Linked DNA regions of Mus musculus: all the other regions are linked to region 3. Evidence: chromatin contacts called from public HiChIP or PLAC-seq data. All regions are on one chromosome and are shown on one strand. Each heading gives the region's core, a stretch centred on a gene start, on an enhancer-like site or on the middle of the called end of the contact. The rest is flanking DNA. Distances are from core to core; before and after follow the strand shown. Region 1 has its middle 89 kb from the start of Mir7094-1. Region 2 has its middle 130 kb from the start of Mir7094-1. Region 3 has its middle 8.7 kb from the start of Gm25622.

What was found. HiChIP or PLAC-seq counts read pairs in DNA pulled down with a chosen protein or histone mark.
Region 1: a contact with region 3 is called in an SMC1A HiChIP or PLAC-seq map of large pre-B cells, with 11 times the contacts expected there. The contact joins two enhancer-like sites. A contact is called at or near these places in 2 of 15 datasets of contacts at CTCF or cohesin (large pre-B cells and pro-B cells) and 1 of 115 datasets of contacts at active chromatin or transcription factors (large pre-B cells).
Region 2: an H3K27ac HiChIP or PLAC-seq map of large pre-B cells shows a contact between it and region 3, with 8 times the contacts expected there. The contact joins two enhancer-like sites. A contact is called at or near these places in 2 of 15 datasets of contacts at CTCF or cohesin (large pre-B cells and stem cell-derived epiblast-like cells) and 1 of 115 datasets of contacts at active chromatin or transcription factors (large pre-B cells).

What each region holds. Positions count from the first base shown.
Region 1 is chr12:114,377,981-114,382,619 of GRCm38.p6, reverse strand. It overlaps Igh. Among named protein-coding and RNA genes, the nearest start is that of Mir7094-1, 89 kb to the left of the region's middle. Within about 2 kb of position 3,284, at least 99 of the 459 cell types and tissues checked have an H3K27ac peak or open chromatin away from gene starts, as enhancers often do. A contact at or near this core is called in pro-B cells, where this site is marked.
Region 2 is chr12:114,337,092-114,341,717 of GRCm38.p6, reverse strand. It overlaps Igh. Among named protein-coding and RNA genes, the nearest start is that of Mir7094-1, 130 kb to the left of the region's middle. Within about 2 kb of position 1,492, at least 3 of the 459 cell types and tissues checked have an H3K27ac peak or open chromatin away from gene starts, as enhancers often do.
Region 3 is chr12:113,220,738-113,224,984 of GRCm38.p6, reverse strand. No RefSeq gene overlaps it. Among named protein-coding and RNA genes, the nearest start is that of Gm25622, 8.7 kb to the right of the region's middle. Within about 2 kb of position 2,759, at least 76 of the 459 cell types and tissues checked have an H3K27ac peak or open chromatin away from gene starts, as enhancers often do. A contact at or near this core is called in pro-B cells, where this site is marked.

The DNA of each region.
Region 1 (4,639 bases), core at 2,035-4,534, 1.2 Mb before region 3:
CTTGATTTGATTCATTGATTAGAACAGAATTTGAAGCTCCCTGCATCCAGGATGGATGTGAGGCCAGCGGGCTCATTTACCTATAATACTGTGAGGTCTCAAACCTCAACTTCTTGAAAGGACCATGCGCATGAGGCTGAGATCTGACACTGTTATATTTGAAGTTATTCATCTTTTACTCTACTATCTACATCATCAGTCAGAATGTACACTTTCTAAACCTCCAATTCAGAGTCCAGGTTTGAAACACTTACCCTGAACTGAGGTTTGGCTGCAGCTGTGGCCTCTGTTGGACCTTAGAGGAAGTGTTGGGAAGTGAGTAAAGGTCCCAGGAAGAAGCTTCACCCTTGACTGGATTCTGCAAAACTGATTCACTGGAAAGAACTTCAGTTATCATGGATACATGAAAGTGTTTCAGATCCAGAGCCTCATTAGGTTGACCTCTCAGGTTAAATTTTACCTTATTATAAGACATTCCTTGCAAAACTTTTGTTTAATCTAGCATTCCATTTCTAACTGATACAACTGTCTTTAAAACGTATTCATTTAGCAGAACCCTAGTTTCCAAAGAGGCTAAATACCTTCATACAGCATCTAAAGCTTGTAGCTGAGCTATTCCTACTCTGATTTAATAAATTTCCTTGTTTCCACCAATGTATTTGAAAACTTTTTTTTAATTTGTAATGCTGTTTCATCAGTGACTGTAAAATATTTATCTAAATGCATATCATGTTTAATTGTGTAATTTATGGAAAATTAAATCTTTATTTACAACCTAACATTTGGCTTCAGAATAAACTACTTCATAAAATTATAAACTGCATTTTAATTTTTGTCTCATTCTTTAAATCTCAACAGCAACTGTATTTTCCTCTCCCTTCACTCCTCCCAAAATTCCCCATTACAACTTTGCTCCAAAAATCACTGTTCCTCCATTTCCCTACAGATAAAAACAGGTCTCTCAGGTATATCAACCAAATATAGCTTAATAAATTCCAATAAAAGTAGGTATAAATCCTCATATAAAGGCTAGATAAGGAAACCCAGTAGTAGGAAAAGAGTTCCAAGAACAGGCTAAATAGTCAGAAACACCTCCAACTGTCAGGAGTCCCACAAGAACCCAAAGCTATATACAACAGTTAACATATATTCAGAGTACCTTTCTGAGACTCAGCAGATAGCCAGAATAAACTAATACTTCATCTATTTGAGGAAAGACTTGTGTTTTCTCACTGATAGTGATGGGCTCATTCCCATTGCACCAGGTCATTTCTGTTGCATACTATCTATGCAATCATCCTCTTAGGAATATTCTCAGTTTATATATAAGACTGACAAGTCAAATTGTAACATGGGCATAGTAGACTTAGTATTTGCCTACCTTTGTTGATTCTGCCATGAGGTCACATTCATAACCAGGGTTTTGATAATATTAGCATATGTTTCAGAAACTCTTGGAAACTCTGTCTAGGTCTGATTGAAAAATTTCCTGTAGTTCCATATTATTACTCTCAAAATATAACTGAATCTTACAGCACAAAGATTCTTCCTTGATGGCTATCTGTCTCAAGGACCCTGAGTCACACATATCTTTTTTTAAAAATAAGAAACTACTTCTACCCGGGCGTGGTGGCACATGCCTTTAATCCCAGCACTTGGGAGGTAGAGGCAAGCAGATTTCTGAGTTCAAGGCCAGCCTGGTCTACAAAGTGAGTTCCAGGACAGCCAAGGCTACACAGAGAAACCCTGTCTCAGAAAAGAAAGAAAGAAAGAAAGAAAGAAAGAAAGAAAGAAAGAAAGAAAGAAAGAAAGAAAGAAAGAAAGAAAGAAAGAAAGAAAGAGAAAGGAAGGAAGGAAGGAAGGAAGGAAGGAAGGAAGGAAGGAAGGAAGGAAGGAAGGAAGAAAGAAAGGAAGAAAGAAAGAAAGAAAGAAAGAAAGAAAGAAAGAAAGAAAGAAAGAAAGAAAGAAAGAAAGAGAAAGAAAGAAAGAAAGGGAGAAAAGAAACTACTTCTATCCTTTGAATGATATCAAAATACAGATCCCATATGAATGGAAATGAATGTAAAAATATTTCTTCTAAAATTATGGGCTGTTTTATGAACTTAAGAGTTCAGAAACATATGCTAGTGTAGAGACACAGGTGGTTCATTATTTAAAAACATGGCTATGGTGCTGCCTAAATGACAGTAACTTAGCTGTACCAAAGCTTGTGACAGATTGCCTATGCTCTGAACCAGAATGCTACACATAATAATCATATTATCCAAAATTAATATGATAGGAATAAAGGAGTGGTAACTATAGTAGTAACTCTCTACACCACCCTGAGAATCCAATCAGTCAAAGATTTGCTTCCCCATTCTGTGACCCTATGCTCAATGGATCTACAAGACTTGTTTAGGATATGTAAATATGTCTACCAGAATACATAAAAAAAAAAGTTGAACTGGAGCTAGTTAAGACGTTTTCTTGGCCAGTATGGAATCCTTATAGCATGGAATGAACAGATTAAGAAAGGGTGACATCTCTGACTACTCTCATGCTCTACACTGTGCTCCTTGTTTACATTATCCTAATACTGTTGATATGATTAAATCTCTACTCACAGATAATGTGTGATTATCGTGTACTCAGTGGATATTATTGACACTCTGGCTAAAATGGTGCACTGTAAAGTGTATTACTATGTCATAGCTCAAAAACATGAAAAGTTCAGAGTACTGTACTGTGTAAAGATCAGCCAGTATTGTAGGGAGAGTTAGGGGTTGATGGTGGGTGATGTCTTCAAGTGGAACAGGTATCTCTGTACTTTACACTACTAGACAAATACTTGATTCACTGCTATTTTCCAGCAGGAATATTAGCATTAACAGCCAACTGGTGCCTCTTATAAGGTCAATAAAAACTGAAACAACTTGTATGAAGAGTAAAATTTGATACACTTATTTACTGTGAATACAGATAACCACTCTGGCCTCAGACCAACCCAGTATGCACATTTCACCCTTGAATGTCAAGGCCCTATGAGTCTAACTGAACAAGAGAGAGCTGAGATCTCAGAGAGATTAGATGCATACTCCCATGAAAGAGTGCATATGGAGGGGGGCTGCAAAAGGCAACATGGGATCAGAAGGATTTTTACAGAAATGGGGAGAGAAGAGGAAATGGGGGATGAGAGTGTGGGAGAGGGACAGACAGAAGAAAGGAGAGGAGGAGAGGGACAGAGGAAGATGTGTGCACACGCTAAAAAAGAAGCTCACTCAGGTGGCCAACCCATCACTGGACCCAGGACTGCAATATCCTCAGCGCGCTAGTTCCAGGCTTCCCAGATCCTCCTGCCTGGTCTTGTGGTTCTGAGCCACTCGGACCCCAGCCCTGCCACGCTTAAGGCTCTCCTGGCCCCACGCCAGGCGTCCCTGTAACCCGCGTGGATCCAGAGCTTGGCACCAGCACCGCAAGGAGGAGCCCGCGAGCGGCCGGGGCTGCGCTTACCTCTCTTGTGGGCCCGGGGTCCAGGCGGCCGTTCTCCTCTCCCCTCACCTCCGACACCATCACCCGTTGTGGCAGTCGACCATCGTGGCCGCCGCTTTGTTTCTCTTCGGAGAAACTATTAAAAGCAAAAGCGAAAGCGAAAACTAGGGGAGGCAGGACTGGCCCGAGCGCACCCTAAGAGAACACAGCCCACGGACCGGCACTGTGGGCTGGCGGGGCAGTGAGCGCGCACGAGCCCGCGTTCACAGAGCAGGGCTGGCGGTGCTGCTGCAAAGCCCCGGGAACACTGGCCCACGCAGGAGCCAAGGTCACCCGGCTGACCACCAGTGACTCAAGTGTCCGTGCTCTGGGCTGGACTTGACCAGTGGCAACGGTTTGGGCTGGGCTGGTGCGGCTGGGTGTTGGCCTGGGTGACTGGCACTGGTTCATGTTGTGATGACCTCCAACCATAAGATTGTGTTGCTACTTCATAACTAATTTTGCTTCTGTTATAAACCATAATGTAAATATTTGAGGAAACAGAGGGCTGCCAAGGGGGTGGCCCTAGGTTGAGAACCACTGTGAAGACTTACTGTGTAACAATTGTTAAGTGTTTTAAGGTTTCTTGTTGCTATAAATAATGGCTAGTAAGTAGACTCTCTATGTAAGACTAGGTATGAAGTAACTAAACAGGCTGTAAGACATGTAACAAATCAGCGAGGGGATGGGAAGATAATTTAGTCAGAAAGTGCTTGCTTTGAGCCGGGCGTGGTGGCACACGCCTTTAATCCCAGCACTCGGGAGGCAGAGGCAGCCGGATTTCTGAGTTCCAGGCCAGCCTGGTCTACAGAGTGAGTTCCAGGACAGCCAGGGCTGCACAGAGAAACCCTGTCTCAAAAAACAAACAAACAAACAAACAAACAAACAAAAAACCCAAAGTGCTTGCTTTGCAAGCATGAGAACCAGAGCTGAGTCTCCAAAGCCTCACAAAAAGCTGGACACGCACAGTACCTGTATTCTCAGCATCAGGGAGGCAGAGACGAGAGTCTCTGGGGTGTACTGGCCAGCCAAACTACCTGAGAAGGCACCTGTCACCAGGCCTTAGGCCTCTGAGTTTAATCTCTAGGTTCCATGTAATGGAAGAAGAGAATCAGCTGCCACGAGTTGA
Region 2 (4,626 bases), core at 243-2,742, 1.1 Mb before region 3:
TTTCACAAAATTTTATACATTTTACTCTCTGTTTTCCAGGTTAATTTGAATTCTCATATTTAATTTTCTTTTACTAATTTTTAAATCTTGGGCTGATTTTATGGTTTTTTTAATGAAAACAAATTGTTCTTTCATATCAAACATCTCAAACACAATTTCCCTTCTCTTCCATACTCTACCCCCTCCACTCTACAACATATCCACTACTCATCCATTTTCCTTCAAATAAAAGCAGGCCAACAAGAGCACAATTTATTATTTATTTTCTAACAACTGAAAATAGCATTTATTTCTTGATTTATTTTAGCATAATTAATATTCCCTCATAGAAATATAGGTATAATTATAATTGTTATGAAATCATTGTGTCGATACAGTCTATACATTCATGTCATCTTCAGTGGTAAAATTTGTTTCAGTTTTTACTTTCTTAATTATTCTAAATGGAAGCTTTCACACATTGTTGTGTGATAAAAAGATATTCAAGCTTTATCCTTATTGCCAGACTCCCCATCACATTTCCAGTTCAGGACATGTCCTCTCTGAGCTCCACCCTCAGAAGTTGCTATTTAGCAAGAAGAGATGCAAATAAGATCTCTCTCTTCTCAGAAAAGACAGCCATGCCCTGACCCTGAAACTCAAGCAAGCAGATAAGCCCTGAATTTCCAGGTCTTCATATTCAGTGATCAGCACTAAATACAGACCACAGCAGGAATTTGAGAGCGATTTTGGTTTCTTTGTTGCTGCTTATAAAGGTAATTTATGAAAAATCAGAGAAACTAGGTATATAGGCAGACATGAACAAGACACGTAGTGAGCTTCTACGTGAGTTTGCTGATAGGATTCTCTGTGTTTGCAAGTTTCCTTTATGTGTTGCAGTTTGTAGAACTAAGGTTAGTCTGGTGAGGCATAAACACTCTCAGAGACTCTTATGTACAGCTCCTGGTTTCACTTTTAGGAGCTATTGCTGGGCATGCTCCATAGCAGAGGTTAGAGTAGGTTGGAGAATCAAGATGTTGGTACCACAAACTACACACCGAATAGCTCCACTCCCTGGGTTAAGCATATTCAAACCATAACACTGGTGAAGCTGTTGTTTTAGGATTTGGAATTATTACTGGGAGAGAAGGTCAGATTATATGCAAATTTGTATTCAATTGTCTCCTCCATTTCTATAGACAGAATGCCACTATGCTTACTGTATCACCATATATTCAGGGTGCCAAAGCCCAAGGAAACCAACATAGAGGAAGCTCAAAGTCTGTATCTGGATAAGAAATATAACAACCAGACTCTGGAGATGTATATTAGAAGAAGAGCTCCAGAGAAGAGTAGCCCTCCTGCAGGAAGAATGAAGGTCAGTAGGTGATGTGCACAGCACACTCACACAAACAGAGATTTGAAGAGCGGGTGCAGACTTATCCACCAAGGGAGGTTCCAGACTCCATTAGGATTTCCTCCTCTTACTATACAGGATGCAACCTACTTAACGGAATGAAACCCTCAAGGGAACATTTCTTAATGAGGTATAATGCTTCCCCTGAAAGACCCTAAGCAGATGTGACTATGGATCTCTATTGTTTTACTCTTGAACTTAAGTCACTCTCCTGGGAATGCCTCAATCTATGACTGTTTTGTTACCACAAACACAGCTGCTCTCGTGATGGAATAAATTCCTCAACTGAAAAACTAAGAAGCAACAATCATCTCTTAGGGAAGCTTGGGCAGATATTTCTACTGTTTTGGTATAAAGATTAACTCACAACCACTATGGACATCTCATATCCTCAGGTGGACTGGAGAATGAAGGGAAAGTGCATAATAACTTGTACCTAGATTCAGGCTGAAGACTCCTCCAAACCCCTGTGATCATACACAAAGTATGATTGCTTCCTTGGAGGACATTACATAGTAACTCGATTCTTACGGTTGGATGTTACCTTGTTACCTCAAACACATCCCATAAAAAAGACATATCATATCTCTCTCCCATACATATATATATATACATATATATATATATATGTGTGTGTGTGTGTGTGTGTGTGTGTGAGTATACATATATGTGTGTGTATATACACATATATATGCATATGTGTATAGACATATAGTTAATGTATCATATATCATATATTGCATATCAATATTGCATATATCTCATATCTATATCACATAGCACATATCATATGATCACCCATATTAATCATATATCATACATCATATATAACACATAATAATTGTTCATTGTATATCATATATAATACATATGACATGAAATGTATTATGCAATCATATATATGCATTCATGGATTTATAAATTGATTTACTATTAATAAAATGTAGCTACATAATTATTTTAATTAAATATAAGACTAGTATGCTACACGGTGGAATATAACCTCAAACAAATCATCAATATATGCATTTAATATCATTTAGATTTCTATTAAATCTCCAAAATCTATAAACATAGCATGATTTTCTTTGAAGAAAGTAAGGTAAGCAGAAAGGGACTATGGACCAAAATCAGAAAAATTCTTACAAAATTTCACTAAAAAGTTATTTTAATGTTCTCATTGTGCTGACTCCTTCATTTTATCTTTGCTATCTGCACTAGTGATTCCTCCCTTTAAAGCTTCCATTCCTGAACTCATTTAACAGAATGTCACTCAAGTAATTTTTTATTTACTACATGATAAGCAAAAGAACGTTGATCCTCTAATCTGGCAGATCACTCAACATGGAATTGGAATTTCCTTGTTGCTTTTTAATAAGAAGATAAGATAAGAGGTGTGTGAGAAGACATGAGTGAAAGTAAAGTTGCAGAGGTGTGACAGTTTCCTGACCTTTTGTTCTTTCTCTTTTTCTTTGTTCCCTCCTTCCTTCCTTCCTTCCTTCCTTCCTTCCTTCCTCCCTTCCTTCTTCCATCCTTCCCTCCTTTTTCCTTTCTTTCTCTGTCTGTCTTTTTCTTTGTTCCCTCCTTCTTTCCTTCCTCCCTTCCTTCTTCCATACCTCCTTTCTTTGTCTTCCTTCTTCCATCCTTCCCTCCTTTGTCTGTCTGTCTTTCTCTCTCTTTCTTTCTTTCTTTCTTTCTTTCTTCCTTTCTTTCTTTCTTTCTTTCTTTCTTTCTTTCTTTCCTTCCTTCCTTCCTTCCTTCCTTCCTTCCTATCACTATCATTCTCCCCCTGCTCCCTCTGTCCCATAGGCCCTCCCACATCTCTCATGCTTCCCTCCCATTCCAATCAGAGAGAGTGGTTCACCCACTCAGAAATAGAATCTCCCTTACCACCCTAGGATTTTCCTAAGCTGGGGCATGGACACTCCACATAACCAAGGGCCTCCCCTCCCATTGTTTCCAAATAAGGCAGTTCTTTTCTATATATGCAGGTGGAGCCATGGGTCCCTCGATGTGTGCTCATTGGTTGATTGTTTAGTCTCTGAGAGTTCTTGGTGGTTTGGTTGTTTTCTGTTATTCTTCTTATGGGGTTGCAAACCCCTTCAGCTGCTTCAGTTCTTTGCCTAATTCGTTCATTAGTGTCCCAATGCTCAGTGAGATGATTGGCTGTGAGCATCCATATCTATATTGGTCAGGCTCTGGCAGAGCCTTTCAGATAACAGCTATACCAGGTTCATGTCAACAAGCTCTTGTTAGCATAAGCAAAAGTGTCTGGGTTTGGTGACTGCAGATGAGATGGATCCCTAGGTGAGGCAGTTTCTGGGTGACTTTAAAAAACTAAATATTTTCTTTATTTTCATTTCAAATGTTATTCCTGCTCCTTGTTTCCCACCAAAAACACTATTCCATTTCTCCTCCCACTGCTTATCAACCCACCCACTCCCACTTACCTGTCCTGGCATTCCCCTACACTGAGGCATCGAGCCTTCACAGGGACAAGGGCCCCTCCTCTCATTGATGTCCAACAAGGTCATCCTCTGCTACATATATGGCTGGAGGCATGGTTCCCTCCATGTGTACTACTTCATTGGTGGTTTAGTCTCTGGGAGCTTTGGGGGTACTGGTTGGTTCATATTGTTATTCCTCCTATGGGGCTGCAAACCCCTTAAGCACCTTATGTCCTTTCTCTAGTTCCCACATTGGGGACCCTGTGTTCAGTCCAATGACTGGCTGAGAGCATCAACCTCTGTATTTGTCAGGCACTGGTAGAGCCTTACAGGAGACAACTATATCAGATTCATGTCAGCAACAACTTACTGGAATCCACAATAGAGTCAGGGATTGGTAAATGTATATGGGATGGATGCCTAGGTGGGGCAGTCTCTGGATGGCCTTACCTTCAGTCTCCGCTCCACACTTTGTTTATGTATCTCCTTCCATGGGAATTTTGTTCCCCCTTCTAAGAAGGACCGAAGTATCCACACTTTGATCTTCCTGCTTTTTGAGATGCATGTGACCTGTGAATTGTATCTTGGGTATTCCGGGCTTTTGGGTTAATATACACTTATCACTAAGTGTATAAACATGTGTGTTCTTTTGTGATTGAGTTAGCACAATCTGGATGATATTTTCTAGTTCCCCATTTGCCTAAGAATTATAAGTATTCATTGTTTTAAATAACTGTGTAGGATTGAAGTTCTTATCAGAAGATCCAACTATACCACTCTTAG
Region 3 (4,247 bases), core at 1,510-4,009:
GTGGCGAACACATGCTCTCTGAGGCATGTTTGCTAAAGCAAAAGTTGGGACTGGGGACACAGCTCAGTGCTAAAGCACGCTTGCCTCCTGGGCTAGAACATGGCTGCTCACAGGAGGCCCTGGGTTTCCCCTGCGCGTGCACACACACACACACACACACACACACACACACACACACACACATCAGAGGGGCTGGAGAGATAACTCAAGGGTTAAGAGCACTGGCTGCTTTTCCAAAGAATCCAGATTCAATTCCCAGCACCCACATGGCAGTGCATTACTGTAATTCCAGTTCCGGGGTGCCCTGAAGGATCCTCCATACATGTGAAACATAGAAGCTCACACAGAGAGAGAGGGGTGGGGGAGGGGCTCATGAGAATATAAGATAAATAAATTACAGGTCTAAAATGAAAACCTTAAAAAAGAGAGAGAGAGAGAGAGACTGGCAGAAACAAAGGTTGTTAGACTCTAACACACATTGGAGCAAGGTGTAAAGGGCTGAGTGTCCCAGGGTCCAAGAAACAGCCCTTGCCCCACCATCCTGTCCTGAAAGCAGACGGCTGGGGTGCTCAGGGGCTCCCTCTAGAGGACTGGGTGGAAGTTGACGTGTACCAGCAATGGAAGGAGAGGCTGCACAGAGAGAGTAATGAACTAGGAGATCAGGGGTGTTGATGAACATGCCGGTGACCTCACACTGCGCAGGCCAGGTGAGGCCTAACATCGACTCTGCAGCTTATCTGGCTCAGGTTTGCTGTCTGGACAGTGAAAACCCTCCAGCTCTGTGCCCCTCCTGAACCCCTCATGTCCATGTTTGACACCAGCTGTCCTGAGCCCTCATAGCCCCTCAGGGAGCACAGAATCACACATCAGCTTGACAAGGTCCCAGGTGGTTAGAATACAGGGATGTCCATTGAGGGCACTAAGCTCCATGTGGCTCCATGGCCATCAGACATGGGTAAGATTCCCCAGCCCTAGGCAGGATCTTGCCACACACCCTGGCTCCCATTATAGAAGCTGGAATGACCCATCTGATTGGAAGGGTGACAGCAATCCTTTGGTCCCATCGTTCTTGCTACACACTTGTTCCAGAGAAAGGGTGAAGAGTTGGCCCACATTTCCAGTGGCTCTTTAGGAGAGCGTCCCAGGGTCTGCCCCCGAGCTGGCTCTATCAGAGCCACTTTGGTCTTAGCCTTGCCTTGGCTATCTTACTTCCATGCAGCTACATGGAGACCCTCTCTACAGAAATGTCATGGGTTCAGAGCTAGGGACACCAAGTCCGTGGAGGAAAGCACTGTAGAGTTGAGTCTGAAGATACACGCGCAGCTGCTGGCTTGCCTGTGGCCTGTTTTATAACCTTGGGCAGCATAAGACATAGCTCATAAGTGGACCTGTGCAGGAGGCGTAGTTGGGAATGGCTGCGAACAGATGGAGTGTGGCCTTAGGGTTGTCAGAAGGAATCTCGGGGCTATAGGCATGTGTGCCTCTCTAGAGGAACAAACAGAAACATAGCCAGATGGGACAGGCAGCCTACTGCGTTCACCTTGCTGATCTCCAAGCTCAGATGGGGATCATATAGCATGTCTCTGAAGGCTCCCACAGACCTGAGCACCTCGAACCTGTGTCCTTATCTCACGAGGGGCCTGACCCTCCCAGCCAGACTGCTTACTGAATGCCCATGTAGCCTGCAAACCAGGCTCCCCTCCCAGGGCAACAACTGAGGCAGCTCTGTTTCCCGCCACCCTCTCAGACCCCACAGAGCTGCCCAAGCCAGGCAAGTAGGTAAGGGGACTCCCCATGACTTGTCTCAACACCTCACTTGGTGTCCTGTCCGAGCACTAAACTCAGTGGGGTGCTAGCTACAAGCCTAAGTTCAGCCCTGCACAGCTCAGAGCAAAGGTACAGCCTTTGCCCAGTCCAGCAAAAGTGGAAAAGGCCTGCCCTGGTCTCCATAGTGAGCACTATAGTCAGGTTACATCTGCCTCAGCAGCTCAGAGCTGGCACTGAGCAAGCAAACTCTGCTGCCCCCGTGTGAGCATAGCCAGCGTTGCACACACACCACGCAGACGCTCTCCCTAGGGATGATGGGGGCAAGGAGGGTTTGTCAGGGTGTGAAGGGCGGCCTGCCCCGTGTAGCTATGGACTAAAGGGATGTATTCCTATCTAGTTATTTTAGATGGAAGCACACACCCCACCTATTTAGGGTGGGTAGGGACATGTGCCTTATTATAAGTCTGTATTGAGAGTGCAGACTTAAACTCCTGACCCAGGAGCACACCTCCTGACCCCTGTGTAATTGTCCCAGCATCCTCTGTGCTATTGGCTTCCTGGGGTCTGTTGGGACCCCCGCCCCCACCCCTGCCAATCAAGACTGGCACACAGGGGATGTGATCAGGCCTAGCCCTGGGGCTGGTCAAGGCACAGATGGACCAGTGATGCCTCAACTCCAGGTGTGCCTGCTGGGGCTCCAGAGTGGTGTAATACAGGGCTCGTGCGCCCCCTGGTGACCATGTGTGTCACTGCACACGGAAGGCCGGATTCAGATACTTGGCTCTACCCAACCAGGTGTACTTTCAGTAACAAAACAGACCCAGAGTATGTACACACGCAAATGTCCATGTGTGTGTCCCCATGTTTACACATCTGTGTCCCAGGGAGTTCATGTATCACCCATGATAAATGTAGACACTGGTGGAAATAGTATGACAGGGGAACAGGAACTGCGACTGGAGAAGGTGCCCCCAGGAGCAGATCTCTGCTGCCACCATGTGGCCATTGGTGGTATTATCTTTGCAGCCCACAGGAAGCTCCTCTTACGCAGGCGCAGAGGGACTAAGGCACTGGTTCTCAACCTGTGTGTCAGGATCCCCGCTAAGGGGTCCGATGTCTTTTCCACACTAGTTGAAAGTCAGATGATTTGAAACAGTAAACAAATTACAGTTATGAGGTAGCAAAAAAAATAATTTTACGGTTGGGATGACAACATAAAGAGCTGTATTAAAAGGTCACAACGTAAGGAAGATTGAGAACCACTGAGCTAAAGCGACCAGGAGTACATGCCTGGGTTTTGATGATCAAGTTGAGAGTTCAGGCTTGTACTGCAGTTTGGGAGAGAAGGCTTATATTCTCCTCGTGGTTACCCCAAGACTCTGTACATATCTTGTGCACAATGTACCAGCAACAGGAAAAATAAAAAATTACATAAATAAATAAGCCCCAGTCTGGGCTCCTGGGCAGTCTACAGTCCCATATTCCACACAGATCCATGGACACGCCAGGAAACAAAGAGAATTAATAACTGAGGTAGGTGGGGAGAGGGCTAAGTGTCAACAGAATTAGGGGGTACCCAGGGCCACCAGCTCCAGCCGCCCCGCCCCCGACCTGCACTGTCCCTAATACCTGTTGGGTTCCTAGGGCCTAACGATACTTTGCAATCTGGTGTCTGGCACTGAGGAAGCACGGTTAGGCCAGTCGTGAGACTGGTCAGGGCTGTCACACTAGCTGGTTGCCTAAGCACCTGAGATACACCTGTGGCGTCTCCACAATGACCACAGCGTAGTGCTCAGGTGCCCCCTGGTGGACAGATGCACCACTGCATGCTGTGCCAAGCCAAGTTCAAAACCTGGCACCTACAGAAAACTACTACGATAGAAGCTTCTTAAAATATATACATATAGGGGGCTGGAGAGATGGCACAGTGGTTAAGAGCACTGACTGCTCTTCCAAAGATCCTGAGTTCAAATCCCAGCAACCACATGGTGGCTCACAACCATCCGTAATGAGATCTGACTCCCTCTTCTGGAGTGTCAGAAGACAGCTACAGTGTACTTACATATAATAAGTAAATAATTTTTTTAAAATATATATATATACATATGTGAAAGAAATCTAAATGGAGTCGCCAAATAACAGAAGAGACGAAGGCCCAACTAGACATCTCTGACCCTCCAGTGTGTGTGTGTGTGTGTGTGTGTGTGTGTGTGTGTGTGTGTGTGTGTGTGTGTGTGTTTAGACATTTATGTCTCTAATCCTCCTCCCCGCTGAGGCTCCAGCACTGTTCACATCACAAATGAGTCGGGCGTGGAGAGAAAACAACATTGGTAGAAATCCAGAGGTCATGTGATGGTGTTAAAGTCTCACTGTTGACCGGGATTCTCTGACTGACCAAATTGCAGTCACCAGGAGGGGCTCTGAGCTCAGAGCTCCACAGAGTCTACTATGACTACAAAGTTCCTCCCAGCCCTGTTCTA